Linked DNA regions of Mus musculus: all the other regions are linked to region 1. A link is a contact called in public HiCAR-type and promoter capture Hi-C data. All regions are on one chromosome and are shown on one strand. Each heading gives the region's core, a stretch centred on a gene start, on an enhancer-like site or on the middle of the called end of the contact. The rest is flanking DNA. Distances are from core to core; before and after follow the strand shown. Region 1 holds the start of Pdha1 (pyruvate dehydrogenase E1 alpha 1). Region 2 holds the start of Mbtps2 (membrane-bound transcription factor peptidase, site 2). Region 3 holds the start of Txlng (taxilin gamma). Region 4 holds the start of Sms (spermine synthase). Region 5 holds the start of Rbbp7 (retinoblastoma binding protein 7, chromatin remodeling factor).

Region 1 (4,123 bases), core at 1,404-3,903:
TTCCCTGATTGTTAAGGGGGAAAACAACTAGCAGAATAAAAGGTGGAAAGGTACAAAGCACACAGAGGCCACAGCGTAAGATAAGGGCTCTGAACTAAGGCACAACTCGGCAGCCATCAAAGAGCAAGTGCCTAACACCCCCCCCCCCTCGCCTCTGGGTATCCTTGGCTACCAATGGTTCTTGTTACACAAGTTCGGCTGGCCACTGTTTACTATTGGTAAGGATCTTTTTGCAGGGCTTAAATTAAAATTTAAAAGTCTTTTCACCCACCTGTACAACAGGAAAAACTAAAACCCTCGAGCCATTTTGTGTTCTGAGGGCGGAAATAAAGAAATCTGCAATTACTTAGATTTGCAAATGATAAGAGATACGACTCCAGAGTTTGAAACACTCAGAAAGGCTTCAAGAATGGTTCCTAATTACCATGTAACAACTATAGACACAAAGAAAACTAGTGGCTGGGCGTGCTGCTCCACTTCTTTAAGAGGCAGAGGCAGGCACCGATCTCTGATCGGAAGCCAACCTAGTCAACATGTGAGTTCCAGGCCAGCCAGGAGCTACACAGTGAGCCCCTTACATAAAGAGACAGAGACACAGAGACAAAGACAAAGAGACCTACTTCTCTTCCTCCTTAGCATGCCGGATGTGGTCACACAAGATTTTAATGCAAGCACTCCGGAGGTAGAAAAGCAAAGAGGTCTGAGTTCCAAGACAGCCAGGGATACATAGTGAGACTTTGTCTCAAAAAAAGAAAGAAAGAAAAGAAAAGAAAAGAAAAGAAAAGAAAAGAAAAGAAAAGTTAAAAAGCTACTTTCTGGATATGTTCCACCACAACAAAAAGTGAGAAAAAAACTGGGTACTTCCTATGGTGAATTCGACTCTAGAATCTATTTCTTTTTCCCTGCTGTAAGGTGAATTTAAAGGAAACGGTAAACGGCTGTCAGACAAAGCGATACAACACCTAAGGTTAGCTTCTAGTGTCGAAGGAAGATTTAAAAGTGTTCCCAGCTTCCTAGTACCCTCTTATACTCCAAAAGAGGAGCACATGTCTTCAAAGCAGAAGGTATGATTTTTATTGATTTCGGACTCTAATGCAACTTATAGAAACTTTGATTCTAGTCAGAGCTGTTTATTTTTTCTTTCCACTGAGAACAAAGCTTCTTTTCGTTTTCAATTTTATTTCATGCCCAGCCCCCAAGCTATAAACAAATTTCCCTTCAACTAACAATTTCTGCACACAAGAAACTTGTTCAAACAAACTGAAAATCAATGATGCACTTTTAACACGCGTGAAGATCGTGGCCGAATTCAGGACACATACTAAGAGCTCAATAAATGTTGGCTATGTCGTAGAAATGTGCTTTGCTGCCGGTTCAGATTCAAATGGTGGTTTTCCATTCCTTGATGCAATTCCTAGAGAAGGACATTTCGACCTTTCTACAACCTCCCCACACTGAGCAGAATTGCATCAAATCCTAAAGAAATCAACAGAACCAGAATTACAAGTCAAAGCCTGATGACAGTTACACCAAGAGAAGGCAACCTCTGTGTGGCTAGAGGTCAAAATGCTAAAAGCTTAGGTATTAGACAGCTCTTAAAGCCGGGCCATAAGTCTTAACCTCTAATCCCAACTCTCCGAAAACCATTGCTGTTTTCTTTCGCTACTTTGAACTCTAAGCCTCTGTGTGTTTAAGGGTAAAGGCGGCTTCCTCTGGGTTATGCTCGATTGCTCGAAAATTGACTGCCAAGAAAAAGTTCAGAGGAGCAGGGAGTGGAGGAAGTTTGTTTTCCGTGAACCTGACCTCCCTGAACCTTCCTCAGAACAGAACACAGGTGATCCACAAATGCTCACGCAGCTGGACACCGGCCCTTGGCAGGTGCCAGGCAGAAGGGTTGGCATTCGTGCCACTGACCAACTCAAGATAACCACCCCCCCAGAAGGTAGCGTCCTCAGAATCTCCATTATGGAGATGAGAGAACTAGGCCCTCAGACGAGTTTTTACATATCCTGCTTCTTGATGGTTCCTGGTGCCAAGGCTAGTAAACGAAGAAGTCGGAGTGCGCACGGAACCTGACTCCCGGGACTGGGAGCTCTTTATTTCGTCTTACGTGGCCTCATAGCCAAGAGCAATGACATGAAGGAGAGTGGAAGTCAGCGGAGTCCAGAGAGGCTGGAGCAAGCCCAAGCTCCGCCTCCCAGTGTCCCGTAAGGGACGAGCAGTTGTGGGGCGCTGCAGGGGAGCTGGCGTGAAGCTCCGCTGGGGGCGATCGGGGGAAGCACAGCGGACCGGGCCCGTTCTCAAGCCGCTCTTCCCCCGGCCAGTGGCGACACGGACTGCGCGGAAAGCCCACCCAAGTCCCGCAGCTCGTCCCCAGCCCCCAGCCGTGCGCTCCAGGGGGGCCCGGTCCGCCCTCTTCCTGCCCCGCCTCAGGCCGGCTCCAGCCCCACCCCGGCCTCCCGGGATCAGGCGACCTCACCGGCTTCTGCGCAGAGCCTGCCAACACGCGGGATACAGCGGCAAGCATCTTCCTCATGGAGCGCAGCAGACTCACGCGGCGGCCGCGGCACCCAGGCACTCAAAAGGAGTGGTGCGGGCGTCCCCAAGTCTCCTTGAGGCGCCCGGAGCCGAAGCCACGCCCAAAACGCAGTGACGGAGTCGCGACGGCATCACACGCCGCGCTAGTCTGCAGGCCAACCAGAATGGTTGCTGGCGATGGCTACGCCCTTCTGAGGAGGAACATGTGGCCGTCCATTAATTAACTAAAAAATGAGGTGGGGCTGTGGCTGGAGGGTGAAGAGGCCGGTGTCCCAGGGCGCCTGCGTGGGAAAGTGGGGGGCCCCGGGGCGTGGGGAAGAGGCCTCTCCTTCCTTTTGCCCTGAGTACCACAGACCAGCGAAGAAGTGGTGAAAGCGGGTCCTGCCCTTTGCCCAGTCGGGCCTGTGGTACAGCTTTGGCAGGCAGCCTTGTTCCATTACACAGAGAAGCCATGGTGCCAGGGCAAGAAAGACAGATCATCTGGTTTCTAGAAATGGTCCTGCCACTAATTTGTCTTTAAAAGGTCACATATTCCTTGCAAAGTGTTGCCCTGGTTGACTTGGGTGAGATTTAACAGTTAAATGCTGGATGTTGCTGGGTGTGGTGGCACATGCCTGTCATTCCTTCCTTAGGGAGTCTGAAGTCAGATGATAGCCAGAGTTGGAGGTCAGGCTGTCTGTTCAGTTCAAGACAAGCTTGGACTACTTAGCGAGGCTATCTAAAAAAAAAATCAAAATAAGTAAATGAAAGCAAATATTAATCGTTGACCATAGACATCCAAGAGTTTAGCTTTAGCGTTTATTCTTTGATTTTTTGTTAGCTTGCTTCTTTTCATGGGGGACTCAGTTATAGACAAGCAGTTTGTCTGTCCTTTATGCTTGGGAAAAGGCAGAATCCTGTATCTCCTGTGTTGTTGTTACCCAAACACTATTAAGATTAGGACACGAGACTTTATGAGAACACGGGAAACGTGCAGATGATGATTTCTCAAAGTTCAAACTGTTGCCTGGATCGGTCAGCTTCACATTATCACTGGGTCAGAGAAACAGAGGCTGACTTTTCCATTCAAATGTCCAGCATGGATTGGCCAGGTAGCATTTCTAGGAGGTCACTTGGGAACCCAGGATAAAAAGTCCTCTAATATTTGCATTTATGATCTCCATGGATGAAGGATGAAATGAGTGCTGTAGTGATGCATTATAACTCACGGGAAAGAAAGAGCCACAGATCCTTCACAAATACGCAACTGAATAAGAGAAAAGAGCAACATTGCCTGGAATTCTGGTGCCGGAGAGGCAGAGACACGAGGATCCCAGGTGCTTGCTTGTCCATCAATCTAACTGAAGTAATAGCCAGGATAAGTAAGAGACCCTGCCTCAAAAAGTTTAGCTGAAGAGTGACTGAGGAAGACTGACCTGAAATTAACCTTTGACTTCCGCGTGCATGTGCACACACAAATATACACAGATTGAGTGGGTGGGAATCACCACTTCACAAAGACACCATCACCACTGCAGGCAGGAATTATCAATAGAAGCTAAAATGAATGGCAGGAAAAAATGAGAAACAAGACTTTTGCATTATT
Region 2 (3,773 bases), core at 527-3,026, 2.5 Mb before region 1:
ATTCCTAGGCAGATACCGAATCAGTACCACGCCTCAGGAGCTGGTGCTTTTATGAACACAGGGGATGCCCCAGAAATTAAAACCACATCCTCCTCACTCACTTGACCTGCGACCGACTGTATGAGTTTGATGAGTTCTATTTATCTGGGATTCTTTTTTTAACATATGAAACATGAAGAAATCATGCGCTTTTTCTCTTGAGCCCCATCACCAAATCACTGTGGCCTGTGCTGCTAAGCACTAAAACCAAGTCCACTGCACTAGTGATTCTCAAGCAAATGTGCAGAGAAATGATCAGGGGAACCTTGTTAAGCTTCAGACTGTGATTTTACAGGGCAGAGGTGACACCTGAGAGTCTGCCATTCTAACAAGGGCCCAGATCATCCAAGTGTTGTTGGTCCTTGGACCTCCGATACAGTATATTATCTGGACGCATAATATAATCCTCTCCATAAGTTCAGGTGATCCTTTCAGTTGCTTTCCCAATTTAAAGACAAGAAATGGAGGCACAAGTAACGATCTGCCTAAGGTCACAGAGGTTAGAAAGTGGCAGAGCCTAGCTCTCTTAAGCTCGCTCTTCATAGCCTGGCATACCAACGTTTAAATATGACAAAGAAGCACAGGTGCCATTTGATTTTATTGTTTCCTAAGACGAAGTGTCACGAGGTTATTTTGTTTAAAAGAACACAAACATGAAGGTTTTACTATTTATGATTGTGATTTCCAAACCCTTGGGAATTTCTAAGCTCGTATTCCCCACCCCCACTCCATTCCAAGGATGTCTGAAACACGTGCTCAGACAAACTCTTGAAATTTCTTCTTACGATTCCAGCACCCACAACACTCAAAAAAAAAAAAAGCACTGTGTGCTCAGAGTGTGTGTGGTCACTGTGAAAAAGGGAGTGTAGGGTGTAAATAGAATTTGAATAACAGAAAATGTGGCTATGTAAATTCTTGCTACTTTAAAGCACCGCCTGTGGGTCAGCACTGTCCGTCCGTGGGCCAGAGAAACTGGCTGGAAATACACAATCTTAGCTTTCCTCCCAGATCTGACGAAATCAGAATCTAAATTTAAACTAGAACCACCGATGCTCCTGTGTACTTTCGAGTTTGACGCCAGTGATTTAAGTCACAATCTGATTTCGGTTTATCACAACACTAGCAGCGTCTCACGGGTCCTAACCTTAGCACAAAGAAGAACCACAAAGCATTTTCTTAAGCGGAAGTTTTCGTTTCTTTTCCTCCTTCGAGCCGTGCCTCCCAAGCCCGCCAGACTCCTCCCGGGAAGGAGCCCAAAAGCCGCAGGGACCCGGCGGCGCCCGCAATGCGGTGGCCGCCACACCCCTCCCCTCCCGCAGCCTGCCTGCCCTACTTTCTTTACTCGGTCGGACGGATGCGCCACGCGGGAGAGCGCACGCAGACGCGGCGGGCGCTCGGAGCGGCTCCCGGCCCGGCGCGGAGACTCCGAAGGGGAAGAGAAAAGGCCTTGGGCGACACAGGACCATGCGCACCAGCCCTGGACTCCGCCGGCTGGGGCCTGAGGCCTGAGGCCCTCACCTTCAACACCAAGTCGGCCAGGTAGACGGCAGTCCAACCACCCACCACCACCACCAGCAGCGACACCGGAATCATCGTAGCGACGGATGGACGGCGGGCCCCGGCGGCCTGCTTCTGCGAGCCCCAGTCAGCCGTGCGCCCGCCCGGAGCCTTCCAGCTCCAGCATCCGCGCAGGAACTAAAGTGCTACCGGGTTCTTTGCTCCGGTGGCAACATTTCCCTCCGGACCCTTCCGGTGAGGACACTCAGCCGTTTTTTTTTTTTTTTTTTTTTTTTTGTTTTGTTTTGTTTTTTTTTTTTTTTTGGTGCATATGCCGGAAAAAGCGCGCGGGCTTCTTTTCCTGGGACGCTCGGGCTCCGGAATGCTCGAAGCTCGGGTCGTCCGTCCGGCAGCGTGCTTGTGACTCATGAGGCTTGACCCTCTCTGCGCTCTGCCCTTCCTTCTCACTGATTTCCATCTCCGGTTTGTTGTGCTTTTCATATAGCCGGAGTTTGGGATTGTCAGAAGTACATACCCACATTTAAATTAATCACGTCTCGTTCTAACGTCTTTATGCACGGCAATATCGTAATGGAGGCCTCATTTGTTCATTTCGGTGTTTTGAAAACTAAATATCTGTCTATATCTTAATCGAAATACGTAGCATTTCTTTTCTTTCTATTTTTTTTAAAGATTTATTTATTTATTATATGTGAGAACACTACAGCTGTCTTCAGACACTCTGGAGGAGGGAGTCAGATCTCATTACAGATGGTTGTGAGCCACCATGCAGTTGCTGGGATTTGAACTCAGGACCTTCAGAAGAGTAATTGGTGCTCTTAATCGCTGAGCCATCTCACCAGCCCCATACGTAGCATTTCTATCCAGAGAATTTCTTTCTAGTTTCCCTTCCTACGTATTTCTGTCCCCTGCCCCGTTCTGATTTATTAATTAATTTATTTATTTTTAATGTTGAATTCTGCGTAAATAGAACCACACTGTTAAAATCTGGATTATTTCGCGCGACATTTTGTTTTGTAAGATTTGTCTATATAACTGGTCTTTATTTTAAGACAGGGTCTCACTATGCAATCCAAGCCTGGCATTCACTATACAGAGTAGGCTGGCCTTGAACTCTCAGAGTTAACCTGCACTTAAGAGTTGTGCATCAAAAATACCTGGCTGTTGATTAAAAAAAAAAAACAAAAACTTTCATCTAAGACTTGAGGAGCCGGGCGTAGTGGCGCACGCCTTTAATTCCAGCACTCGGGAGGCAGTGGCAGGCAGATTTCTGAGTTCGAGGCCAGCCTGGTCTACAAAGTGAGTTCCAGGACAGCCAGATCTATACCGAGAAACCCTGTCTCGGAAAAAAAAAAAAAAAAAAAAAAAAAAGACTTGAGGTTTGGGCTATTGCTACATATTGGAGTTCTAGACCTGGAAAAATGGCTCAACACGTAAAGGCACTTGCTGCCTAACCTGACTACCTGAGTCAGTCCCAGGGGGACAACATGATGAGAGAAACAGCCCTTGCAGGTTTTCCGTTGATCTACTGGCCTATAAAATAGGTTAGATGAAACTTTTAAAAATTGGAGCACTGACCATCTGTCTAGTGAACTAAAGTGTAGTTCTCAGCCTTGGTTGCACAGTACCTTCACCAGGGGCCTTTAAAGTCCCCCTGGTTTCTGGAGCCTGGACCAATTAAATGAGAAGCTCTGTGAAACAGACCCAAGGCTGTATCATTTTAAACGCAGTCCCATCTCTGTGTCCCCAAGTACAGATCCACCTAAGGACCCAGGACTTTGATACTCTGAGCTACACCCTCTAGCCATACGGCATTCTCTCTTTTTAAAAACAAAGTCTGTAACCCAGACTGGACTTAAAGCTCTACATAGCAGAGGAAACTTGTCCTCTTTTCTCCAATTCCTGAGTGCTAGGATTGATTACAGGTGTACACCTGTACCATGAAGCCGGGATTCACATAATCTATTAGCTATCCATAGGCTCTTGAAAAAGAGTGGTTTTGGTTTTGTAGCTAAAGTCGCCTTCAAGTTTCTGTAAAGCAACGTAGAAAATTGTTCTAGTATACAAGCCATAGGCGTTGTCTACAGTGAAGCTAGTTGGAAACTTATCCTTGATTCTCAAGAATAGGTGAACTTGGAGGCCTTATTTACGTATAGTCCTGCTAACAATTTCTCTTTTTTGGTTATATAGCCTGACTTTTTACTTGGTTCACTCAA
Region 3 (4,119 bases), core at 936-3,435, 2.7 Mb after region 1:
GATGATTCAAAATGTAATGTTAGCTTCTATTCCATTTTATAGTAAGATAGAAACCAAGAGTCCCAAAAGAGCATGAGCAAAGAAATACAAAGGTAGTAAAAATAAAAGACATACAAGACTATTCATATACAGCCATTAACCAAAGCTCTGAACTCTGAGAGTCTTAGCCTCATAGGTTAAAATACTAGTTAATTAAACCTTACTTCCTAATTCAGTGACTTTCTGTCCTTATTCCAGTGGCATAAAAGGGAACTTATGTCCTCAATTGCAGTGGCTTTTTATCATCAGAGGTTTCCCCTGGGGAACCTATGAAATCAAACACTGAGTTTGGCTCCCCACCCTCAGGGAATAAATGTCCAAAGTGACAGTGCTGAATCCCTAAAGAACTGTTGGGCCACAACTTTTCCAGTGTCCCAAGCAGTAGGTCCCTCTTTTATGAGACAGAATAGAACATGAAAATACCGGACCTTAGAAATAAAGCACCCCAGGCCAGAGTGGTGGCTCACTGCTGTAATCTCAGCACTCAGGAAACAAAGGCAAGAGGAAAATGGTACTTTCAAGACAAGCCTGGGCTACATAGTCAAATGAGGCCAGCCTGCTACAGGGTAACCGATTTCACAAAAAAAAAAAAAAAAAAGTGAGGGAAAAAAGGAACAGGCCCCAAAAAGCCAATTCTTGACACTGCTCAAATGTAAACCAGACCTTTGTTCTCCCTTTTGAAGTTCATGAATCGCATTAGAAAAATATTATTTCGTAACTTCATACAGGAGTGGCTTTTAAGATTAGTCAAATACATAATTAAGTAATATTAAATAGCTCTCAGTGGTCAAGCAGGGTGTCCAACAAGTCAAGCGGTTTCAGTATGTTCTCCTGCAAGGCAAAGGGATGGAATTTACACTTTTTCAATACCATACACCCCAGTTCTTGGTTCCTGGGCCTGAAAGCCCTGTACCCTACTCGTTGTGCAATCATTGTCAAAACTCCACCCACTGAGCTCCAGAACAAGTGGATTTCTCCCATTCTGAAAGAGATCTCGATTTTCTTGTATCCAGGGAGACACTGAAAACTCCTTGACGTGAGTCAAGTAAGGCAAGGGGAAACAAACAGTCCAGCTCTTCTCCTAGATTAAGAAAGACCAAAACCGAAGCCCAGGAGGAAACTCAAGTTTCCACTTATCAAATTAAAAAGAAAGAAAAGAAACAGAGGGTAGTGGCAGGAAGCCGGAGACAGCTATCAGAAGATGATGCTGGTTCCCCAGCATCACCACCTCATCCCCAGCCTCACACTCAAGGCAGGTCCATGATGCCCAGAGACCAAGCCCCGTTGTGGATCCCGGGAGCCCCGCGGCGTCCCCCGCGTAGCCACCCGCGCAGTGTCGCGGGGGACCGCGGGGGGGCAAGGGGAAGGGGGGAAGGGGCGAAAGGCAGCCCCGGCTTCTGCGCTGTTATCTTACTGCGCAACAGCCTCAGCTCTGAGGCCGGGGAGCACCCCGCAGCGCGCGCCCTACGCACCTGCCCAACACGGAGAGGGCTACCCCGTACCCCGATAAGCCCCCACCCCCACCCCGTCACCTCCTTGGGCAGCGGAGTCCCAGTGCCCGGTGACCACACAGGCTGAAGACTCAACACCCGGGGCAGCACCCGCCGCACGTGGCTGTCACACCTGGAGCGCCCCTGCCTAGCACCCCTTCACCCTCTCAGACCGGGGTCCACCATGTCCTCCCTCAGCCCCCTACTAGGCGTAGTGTCCCCAAGTCCCAACCACCGTCCCTTCTCACCAGATCCATTTCAGTCACAACCACCCCGCACCTGCTCCCCAACTATCGTCACTCTTCTGAAGGAAAAGGGGGAACGGGCCGGATGTTCGTCCCGTAGCTAAAGGTAAAGGGGTAAGTGAAGAGGTGAACCCCAAAAAGGGTAACCCAATCATCCCCGCGACCCAACCACAACGAAGGCGTCCCCTCCACTGACCTTCTGCGGGGGGCTACGTCGCCGTCCGCCCCGTCCGCCCTCACTAGCCTCCTCAGTACCGCCGCCTCTTCCTCGCGTTACCTCCTCAAGCCGAGTCGCCATGAGGTGACGGCAGCAGCCAAACAAGCGGCTGGACCAGGGGCACGGAACCTCTCAGGGGCTTCAGCCCCGCCCCCTTTACACCCCAACCAATCGTAGCGTGAGAGTCTTCTCACGTGACCGGAGGAGGTTGGCTCCTGAGGAAAGGCAGTTTGTTGGGGGTGGGGAGCGTAAAATTTTGGGCTGGGCTTCTGTTAGGGCCGAAGGGCAGACAGAGGCCGCTGGAGTCTGCGCGGACCGGGAAAGGGAGTAGACTACGAGTCCCAGAAGAATGTGCGGCCCCGGCGTCCAGCCATGAATCCGGATAGGAGCGTCCTGGGGGAAGAGTACCCGCTGTGCTGAGTGTGCAGCCTTCTGGGGCTTGTAGTCTCTGAGCGGCAATGTCGCGGTACCGGAAAGTAGTCGTTATTAACCTACAAGAAAAGTTTTAAAATCTTCCAGAGTTTGAGAAGGAATAGAATCAGAGACACTTCTTTGTGGTTTTGCTTTTTTTGCTCTTCTTCATAATTGTGCAAGTATAATTTGAGAATAAGAGACTCTTTTAACTTCGCTATTTTCGAGGTGGGAGATGCAGTCTCAGAATTTGGAACATTGGACACTTGCCCAGAGTACAGCCTCTCTACCAGAGTTCTCCCCAAGGTTTAACTGTCCAGAGTTCCTTTGGGCTGGAAGCCTATTCACCTTTGCCCAACTGATCTGGCTTCAAGTACAGTTCTCCATGTTAGTTCAAGATTAATTCGTATTTAAAATGTCTTGCTTTTTGCACCATATGTTTTGCTAATTAAAAATATCACGAACTCTGTTTACTAAAACAGTTATTTTTTTCTTGATATGTTAGAGAAGGTCACTCAGAAATATCCCCTGTTTTCTATTTAATGGAACCAGATCCTTAGTGGCCTAGTGTCTAGAAGTCACTGACCATCACAAAATCCGGAATTGAAATAATTCACTATGAAAATCTGTACAAATATACTTTCCTACAGTTGAACACAAAACAGTGATACCAGGAGCCAAAACTTAAATAACTTGAGGGACTGAAAATTTCAAATGAGCAAATTCTTAGGAGAAAATAGGGTTGGTTTTGTTATTAATGTTGTTTGGGGGTTTTATTGTTATTTTTTTTTTTTGTGGTGCTCATTATCAAACCACGGATCTCATACATACAACACCTGCACTCAACCACTGAACTACACTCCAGCTCAGTTCAGTTGAAGAAATTCTTTTTTTTTTTTTTTTTTTTTTTTTTTTTTGGTTTTTTTGAGACAGGGTTTCTCTGTGTAGCTCTGACTGTCCTGGAAGTCACTCTGTAGACCAGGCTGGCCTTGAACTCAGAAATCCACCTGCCTCTACCTCCCAAATGCTGGGATTAAAGGCGTGTGCAACCACACCCAGCCATGCTGAAAAAAAATTTTTAAGATTTTATTTATTTATTTATTTATTTACTTATTATATATGATGAGTACCCTGTAGCTGTCTTCTTTTTAAAATTTATTTATAATAACAAATATGTACACTGTAGCTGTCTTCAGACACACCAGAAGGACATCAGATCTTATTACAGATGGTTGTGAGCTACCATGTAGTTGCTAGGAATTGAAATCTGGATATCTGGAAGAGCAGTCAGTGCTCTCCAGCCCAAAGTTTTGGGGGTTTTTTTGGACTTAGAAAGAAAATCTCATTTACAGTTCATACGTTTATAACAGATGTCAGAAAATTACTCCTTAACCTGCTGTGGTGTTGCAACCTTTGGAGACCCCCATGCAGGAGACAGAGACAGGTGCATCTCTGTGAGTTTGAGGCTAGTCTGGCCTACTTAATGAGTTTCAGGCCCAGCCAGTATTACATAACCCCGTCTCAAAAAAAAAAAAAAAAAAAAAAAGGAAAGAAAGAAAAGAAAAGAAGCCTGGCACTGGTGTATAACAGGACAGCTGGACTACATAGAAAAACCCTATTTCAAAAAAACAAAAGGGAAAAAAAGGGAGAAAGAAAAGAAAATTGCTCCTCAATATGTTAATTTTTTCAGGAGATTTGAGAGTATAGTTACTTCTGA
Region 4 (3,529 bases), core at 340-2,839, 2.6 Mb before region 1:
ATCTTTTAGGATTGGAAGAAAAAGTACAAAGTGTGAGCTCAGAAGTTCAAAAGCAATTAAGTCGGTGTTAAAAAAAAAAATCCCGACAGAAAAAGCAGAGTGGAATCCACGTGTTCCATTAATAGAGAAACCAGAGAAAAGGGAAGACTGGGGCACCACACTATGTGCGGGATGATCTGGTAAGTGAAAGTCTGCCGCAGTCGCACGTTTAAAGGCCCAATCATTCCCGCCCACTGCGCCCATGCTTGATTCTCTCAAAGAAAAGAAGCCAGCAGTACATCCATCCCTACCCTTCAAAATTCCATCACGCAAAAAAGACTCTCCCAACCATTTCTGCCGAGACCAGGCTCAAATATCTGAGCCTCCAGGATTAGGGGTGATGGTGATGGTGGTGGCTCTAGTTCCCGCGCCCAGATCTCATCCCTCCCCACCCCCAATAATAATAATAATCGTTTCCTTTCTCTGCCCGCCGGGTCCCTTTTCAGAGGATCCTTCATCTCCTTAGATGACTAAAAAAAACCTTGCAAGCGCTGAGTGGCCCTGGTCCTCCTTCAACCCTCGCTGCCCTTAAGGGGAACCCCCCGACACACACACCCAAGAGGGAAATTCAGCAGCCTGCCAGAACAGGAAAAGGTGGCGTGGGCAGCGGTCCCGCGCCGCACACACCCCTCGCTCAGGCCTGCCTCGCCCGCCGTGCCTCGAACGAGCTAAGGCGCTCCGGTACCCGCCTCCCCCGGGGATCCGCCGCGCCCCACGGGCTGAAAGGGATTCCCCCCCAACAACGGGGCGTGGAGGGCGGCGAGCCCGCGTGGACCGACGCTCCAGGCCCGGAAGGGCGGGCGGGCGGTGCGGCTGGCACACACGGACGCGGTTCTCCCAGGCCCCGCAGTGCGCCAGCCTCCAGCTCAGCCGAGGACCAAACGCGGCGGGGGACCGCGGGGGCGCGGCGCGGCCTCCGCCGGTGCACGAGGGCCCGCAGCGTGCTCCGCGCAGCAGCCCGGCAGACGCAGGCGCCGCGCGGCCGTCCGCATTGTTCAGCCTGCCGCGCGCGCCCCGGAGGAGCCTGGTCCTGTGGCCTCGAGCCCCGCAGGCGCGGAGGGAACTGTCGCCCCGCCGCCGCTACCGCTACCGCTGCCGCTGCCGCCGCCGCCGCCGCCGCCGCCGCCGCCGCTGCGGCGCCCGTGCAGGTGGCGAGCGGCGCCCTCACCTTTGGCGCCGAGCTTGAAGTCGAGCGTGCTGTGTCTTGCTGCTGCCATAGTGTGGCGAGGCCCTGTGCCATGCCTGGGGAGGCGACCGCAGGAGACTGAGGGACCGCGCGGCGTGTCAGGCTGCGGGCCGGCGGGGAGTGCGCTGCGCCGGGGGAGGCCAGGAGTTAGGAGGTGGGAGGGGCCGCGGGCAAGCGACCCGGGGCGCGGGGGCGGGGCCGACCCGCCTCTTAGAGGAGGAAGCAGGGACGCCTCCAGCCCCGAACTTGAAGCGCTGGGTGTGAGGCCTCGCTAATGGTGGAATCGCGGGCGCCGGGCTCCCTGGCATGCGTCACCAATGGCCGCGCCCTGCGCTAAAGCTCTGGCCATGCTCTCCCGCCATTCGCCATCCGTTAGGAGGTCACCCAGCTTTAAACGGCTCAGCGCGACTTCCGGGGGGCCTCCCTATACACTTCCCCATATGCCTACCCCTCCTCCCCAAGCAAAAGCCCCAGTTACTTCCTGACCATTTGAAGAAAATAAAATGCTACCACCCCTGTAGTCTTAAAGTACAAGCCTGACTTTTTCTTTAAATGCACGTGAACCCCGCTGGGATTATTAACAATGTTTCTATTGGTAAGGGGTAGTATTTAAGAACAGAATAGAAGGCTCCTGGGCATTCAAGTAGCATACATTTTCATGCAAATTTGGAAAAGAATCAAGGACTAAAGCCTAACTGAGAAGTTGCAGATGTGAGAGCCTCTTCCACAGGACTTCCCCCTCCTCGGTACCTCTATTTTTTGTCAATGGACCTACAGCCTTGGCCTCTTTTTTGACCGTTAGTAGCATTCAACAAGATGGGACAAAAGAGAACTGAAGTGCCTGGGGAATAAAGGGATCCTTTATTGCACGAGCAAAATCCCAGGGCAAATTGACTCCATCATTGTATGGATTGCTGTGCCTCTCCTGATACCAGGAATTTCTGTAATGGTTGTTAAACTTCAGATTAGTGAACTCTGTGCCTCCTCAACAACACAAAAACATTAAGTTTAGCTTTCCCTTAGGCCATTTCGAATGGTCGTTTGGTTTGGTTTGGTTTGTTGGTTGGTTGGTTGGTTGGTTGGTTAGTTTTGCGTAGTCCTTCCCTGTCCTGCAAGAACCTAACACTGACGTCATATTTGTCCTTCAACAACTGCATCTCTTTTCAGTGGGCTCCTACTTTGTTCCTATCCATAGCCATCTGTTTTTATTTCCTTCTCTGGAGACCAGGTCCTCAGTTTTGTAAGCTAATTTGTGTTCCGCTCCATCAGCCCCAATGTATCAGCCCCAAGCTCCTCTTTCTTCCTTTCTTCTGGAGTCAAGTCACTAGAACATAGCTGTCCTCCTGTGTGTTTAAGGGTAGTGAAGCTTCCCGCGTAGGACATGTGCTTCATGCCCTGCCAGCATTGGGGTAAGCCACCTGCCTTCCCTTAGCTTCACTATCTGCTGTCAACCTCTTGAATTTCTTGAAAATTTCAGAGCAGAAGGCATCTGAGGTTTTGCTGATAAGTATGTAGCTGGTCTTGCTCAGTAGATTGTGGAGAACATTGCAGACCACCATGGGCTCCCAGCTGAAGCATATCCGCCCTAGAATTTGTACTTCACCTTGCAAAGGGCAAAATGAAGAACCTTGAGATACTTTAATGAAGTGATGTCAAAAGAGAGCCCTGAAGAGAAGAGGATGCTCGATATAGGATCAGTATTGTCAGGATGATGTTAGCAGTTTACTGCAAGGGTCTTCTCACTAATCTGCATAATCCTGGCAAGACTATTAAAGATAAGAAACAGGAGCCTGACGTTAGTGGCACACATCTTTAATCTCAGCACTTGTGAGGTAGAGGCAGGCAGACATGGCCATCGGGAGCAACACTATTATGAGGTGTGGCCTTGTTGGAGGAAGTGTGTCAACGTGGGGGACAAGCTTTGAGGTCTCCTTTGCTCAAGCTATACCAAGTGTGGCACACAGTCTCCTTCTGGTGCCTGTGAATCAAGATGTAGAACTCTTGGTTCCTCCAGCATGTTTCCTGCCATGATGATTAGAGACTAAACCTCTAAACTGTAAGCCAGCCCCAAGTAAATGTTTTCCTTTATAAGACTTGCTGTGGTCATGGTGTCTCTTCAGTGAAAGAAAGCAAAGGCCTCTATAAACCTCTCCAACTGGGCTATGACTACCTATTTGGATTCTGGAAAATATTGTCATTGCCTGAGTTTTTGCAATCTAGGCCCCAATCTGCAAGGATCATTTCAAAATTAATCATTTAGGTTGTGCCTAGCAATTATATTATAGTTGATCCATTAAGTGTAAT
Region 5 (3,633 bases), core at 969-3,468, 2.6 Mb after region 1:
ATTTCTGAGTTCGAGGCCAGCCTGGTCTACAGAGTGAGTTCCAGGACAGCCAGGGCTACATAGAGAAGCCCTGTCTTGGAACAGCCCCCCCCCCCCCAAATAAAAGAATTTAGTTAGCTGGGAAACTCAGGTGAAGCACATTTGCCTACCATGTGCAAGGCCCTGGATTAGATATCCAGGACTGACTAACACACACACACACACACACACACACACACACACACACACACTCGTCCTCTACTCGACCCCCCCCCCACCTCTGTGTGTACACAGTTTAAACTAAATTCATATTGTCTGGGAAGAGTTACTTGTTTTTTGTGACAAGGTTCCTAGGCATTCCAGGCTGGCTTTTGAACAAAGATCCTCCTACCTACCTACCTCCAGTTTCCACGGACTGGGATTACACACCAGGTTCGCTCAGTCCTTTAAACGTTTATTTTAGAAATCATAACTACTCATCAAAATGAGCAAATTATATTACTGACAGGAAATCACCTCTCAAGTCTTCTCTGAGTACACATAGTTCCTGCTGAAGCAGAGCTGTAGGACACAATTATTCTAGAACAAGGTGGACAAGCTCCAGTCCTTTAAATCTCGCCCACCAAGGGGCTTTTGCATGGCCCTGAAGCAAAGCATGATTTTTTTCATTTCCAAGTGATTGAAAAAAAAAACACAGAGAGAGAATATTTTGTGACCTGTGAAAAGTACACAGAGTTCAGATTTCAGTGTCTATAGTTTTGCTGGAAGATGGCCAGGCTTATCCATATTTTCTATGGCTGTTGTGTTACAACACCGAAGGCTGCCTGACCCCTGTCAAAAAAAAAAAGTTTGACCACCAGTGTTCTAGAACTCGGAGGACCCATGCTACTCCACTCTTCTAACCGCCCCCCTCCCGCCTCCAGCCACCTCTTCAGCGTTAGTCACCAGCAAGATTCTTGGAGCTGACATGGAGGGAGGGCGTTATAATAATGAATTGTACCACATGGGAAAACAAGAGACCCAAGACAGTAAATTTCTATATAAGGGAACGTGACTGTTTCTGTCACATACTAGAGTAACGTCTGAGTTGGTTTCTCGATCAGAAAAGAGAGCATCCTCGAGGCCTCTGCATGGTTGCGTTTAAGCATGAAGGCACTTGGAAAGCTATCAAGGGAACAAATGTTCCGGGGGTGTTTCTGCAAGGAGAGCCTCTGAGTTTAGATGTAGACTGTGGTTCCCTTTAAGCGTAGGCGCCTGGGCCCCTCTGCTCTGGCCCTCTTTTTCTCCCTGGGATCATGTGGCTTTCTCTTCACCCCCCCCCCCAAGGCTAAAAAGCTTCAGAGAAATGCAGAGCTCAGGTATGCAGGCCTAGATTAGCCCAGCCCAGCTCTCTCCAGTTCAGCAGCCAGCTGCAGGGTCAAAATGGGACCCCTTCAGGTGACAAGAATGACTCAGCAGGGGCCTAGGCAGGAACTGAGATAGGGAAGCAGTGGCAGGCACAAAATCCCCTGCAGCAGCAGGAAGCTAAAGAACCAGTAGGTTAAGGACGCACAAAGGTGAACATACAAAAAGTCATTTAAGTCAACTTTCGACGAGGGGCGGATTGAAGGCCTGCGCCATCGCAGGCCTTAAATAAAGGTCTGCCCAGCTTCTGGGAGAAAAAAGAAAAACCCGCCCAAGGTCTCTCCTAAAGGTCCCTTTCGCTTATGACAAATGTCACCAGAGCTCGACTGGGCCCTCGATACAGTTGAATGGGGGAGCCTTTGAGGGGTGCAGAAAACTGCGTGGCCGTGATTATCTGGGAGACTTTGCGGGCAGTGTAATCTCTCGAGACCAGGAAACCATTTTCCTCACTGGCTCTGAGATTTTGCTTTGCTAAGGCGGCTGCAGCTTCCCTGCCCCCCTCGCACACCCCCGCCGCCGCCGCCGCCGCCGCGGCTGCTGCTTTAAGCAACCACGCCCCGCGGGCCCCAGGCTTCTTGGCCCTGGGGCTCGCAGCCCCCGCGCAGCCTGCACACCGCGCTCGCATCCGCCCCACCCCCGCGCGGGCCCAGCCGCCCCCGCGGCCAGCCTGGGGAGTGACGCCTCGCGCCTGCGCCTCGCCGACTTCCTGCCGCGGAACGCCCCACCCACTCTCGAGAAGCCCACCCCCGGAGAGCGCGTCAGACCCTCCCGTCGCACGCTATTGGTCCAAGCCGCCGAGCCGTTGGCTCCCAGGCCCGCCTCTTCTCCGCCTCTCCAATTTCCCAGGGCGGCTGCGCCTGCGCTCAGCTGCCTGGGCGGGCTGAGAGGCGCGGGTTGAAAAGTCTCGTTCCAAGTTTGGCGAGAGGGAGAGAGAGGAGAGCGGCTCAGACCTCGCTACCCGCCAGCGGGGAGGAGGCAGAAGAGGAGATCGCGGCGTCTGGGGGGAGAACCCAGACGGCCAGACCGAACTCAGGCTTTTCCGAGCGAGGACTGCGTGACGTGCCTGGGAGAGGCAAGGAGCGCCTGCCGGGCTGCTCTTGACTAGCGAGAGAGAAGTCCGAGGCGGCCAAGGGGGGCGAAACGACCCGACGCAAGATGGCGAGTAAAGAGAGTAAGGATGCCTGCCCTGTGGGGCGGGCGGGCGTGCGGGCGCCGGGACTCCGGGGGGCTGGCGGGCTCCCGAGGCCTCGGCACGCGCTGACGAAAGGCGCGAATTGGCGTGAGGAGCAGGGGGCGGGGCTGGGCGCGAGACTCGCCGCGCGCCTGCAAGGGGGCCTGCGCGACACGGGGCCTGGTCGCCGCCGAGGGCCGGGAGCATTTCCGGAGCCGGGCGCGGGGGCCGAGAGAGAGGCCCCCCTTCCCCCACCCCCACCCCCACCCCGCGGCCTAGCTCCCTCCGACGCCCTTGGCTCGGGGGCGCAGGCGCTCGCGGCCCGAGAAGTCAGCGGCGGGCGCGGATTCTTCCGTGCGCGTGGTCGTCGTCCGTCTGGGGTCGCGGCCCGTGTCCGTGTCGGGAGGGGGGGGAGGAGCTGGATCCCGCCGGACTATGGCTGCCGATCGTGGCTTGGTGGGGAGCTGGGGCCTCCTGCGAGGGTGGGGGGTGGAGGGAGCAGGCCTGTGGGCTGCTGCTGTTCCACGTGGATTGGATCTATTCGAGTGGGTCGGGGCACCGGTTTACAATGCGGATCATCGTAGAACAGGTGCGAGCGGCTATAAAAAGGCTGACGAGCTCGGTGGTAGGGCAATTAATGACCCAATTCGGGTAAGCGCCGGAATCCCGATCTTGGAAGTGGAGGCGAAAACGCTTCCTGATGTTGATCTTCTCACTTTGTGGGAGAGCAGTTCGTGTGAGCAGGATAGGTAAAAGGAAAGAATAGATAAGGTGTGGCCGTCTCGAGGTGACCTCCAGGATCCGTAGCCATGCCTTTGACTCCGAGCCTTCTCAGCCACTTAATTGTGGGCTTTCTCCAAATTTCAGTGTTTGAAGATACTGTGGAGGAGCGTGTCATCAACGAAGAGTATAAAATCTGGAAGAAGAATACACCGTTTCTGTATGACCTGGTTATGACCCATGCTCTTCAGTGGCCCAGTCTTACCGTTCAGTGGCTTCCTGAAGTGACTAAGTAAGGGTTTCTGCCAACTTCTATTTTGTGTAGATTTAAGTACCATGTTAAATTTCTAGGTATTGTT

The links. Promoter capture Hi-C pulls out the DNA fragments that hold promoters and counts their contacts. HiCAR-type assays count read pairs that join an accessible place to other places.
Region 2: a contact with region 1 is called in a promoter capture Hi-C map of pre-B cells. The contact joins the promoter of Mbtps2 here to the promoter of Pdha1 in region 1. A contact is called at or near these places in 1 of 39 promoter capture datasets (pre-B cells) and 1 of 115 datasets of contacts at active chromatin or transcription factors (extraembryonic endoderm stem cells).
Region 3: a HiCAR-type map of astrocytes shows a contact between it and region 1, with 5 times the contacts expected there. The contact joins the promoter of Txlng here to the promoter of Pdha1 in region 1. A contact is called at or near these places in 1 of 39 promoter capture datasets (erythroid cells) and 1 of 115 datasets of contacts at active chromatin or transcription factors (astrocytes).
Region 4: a contact with region 1 is called in a promoter capture Hi-C map of pre-B cells, with 2.9 times the contacts expected there. The contact joins the promoter of Sms here to the promoter of Pdha1 in region 1. A contact is called at or near these places in 1 of 39 promoter capture datasets (pre-B cells) and 1 of 9 other capture datasets (adipose tissue).
Region 5: a promoter capture Hi-C map of pre-B cells shows a contact between it and region 1, with 2.6 times the contacts expected there. The contact joins the promoter of Rbbp7 here to the promoter of Pdha1 in region 1. A contact is called at or near these places in 3 of 39 promoter capture datasets (cranial neural crest, liver and pre-B cells) and 1 of 115 datasets of contacts at active chromatin or transcription factors (astrocytes).

The regions. Positions count from the first base shown.
Region 1 is chrX:160,135,777-160,139,899 of GRCm38.p6, forward strand. Pdha1 (pyruvate dehydrogenase E1 alpha 1) reads right to left here and starts at 2,654. Exons shown (of 11, transcript NM_008810.3): 1 at 2,480-2,654. The coding sequence starts at 2,536. It overlaps Gm39547 (a long non-coding RNA gene), which reads right to left and starts at 2,471. Exons shown (of 2, transcript XR_878293.1): 1 at 2,005-2,471; 2 at 1-314.
Region 2 is chrX:157,596,939-157,600,711 of GRCm38.p6, forward strand. Mbtps2 (membrane-bound transcription factor peptidase, site 2) reads right to left here and starts at 1,777. Exons shown (of 11, transcript NM_172307.3): 1 at 1,558-1,777. The coding sequence starts at 1,632.
Region 3 is chrX:162,827,269-162,831,387 of GRCm38.p6, forward strand. It overlaps Txlng (taxilin gamma), which reads right to left and starts at 2,186. Exons shown (of 10, transcript NM_178935.5): 1 at 1,971-2,186. The coding sequence starts at 2,072.
Region 4 is chrX:157,490,698-157,494,226 of GRCm38.p6, forward strand. Sms (spermine synthase) reads right to left here and starts at 1,590. Exons shown (of 11, transcript NM_009214.4): 1 at 1,208-1,590. The coding sequence starts at 1,256.
Region 5 is chrX:162,758,154-162,761,786 of GRCm38.p6, forward strand. It overlaps Rbbp7 (retinoblastoma binding protein 7, chromatin remodeling factor), which reads left to right and starts at 2,219. Exons shown (of 12, transcript NM_009031.3): 1 at 2,219-2,554; 2 at 3,422-3,566. The coding sequence starts at 2,539.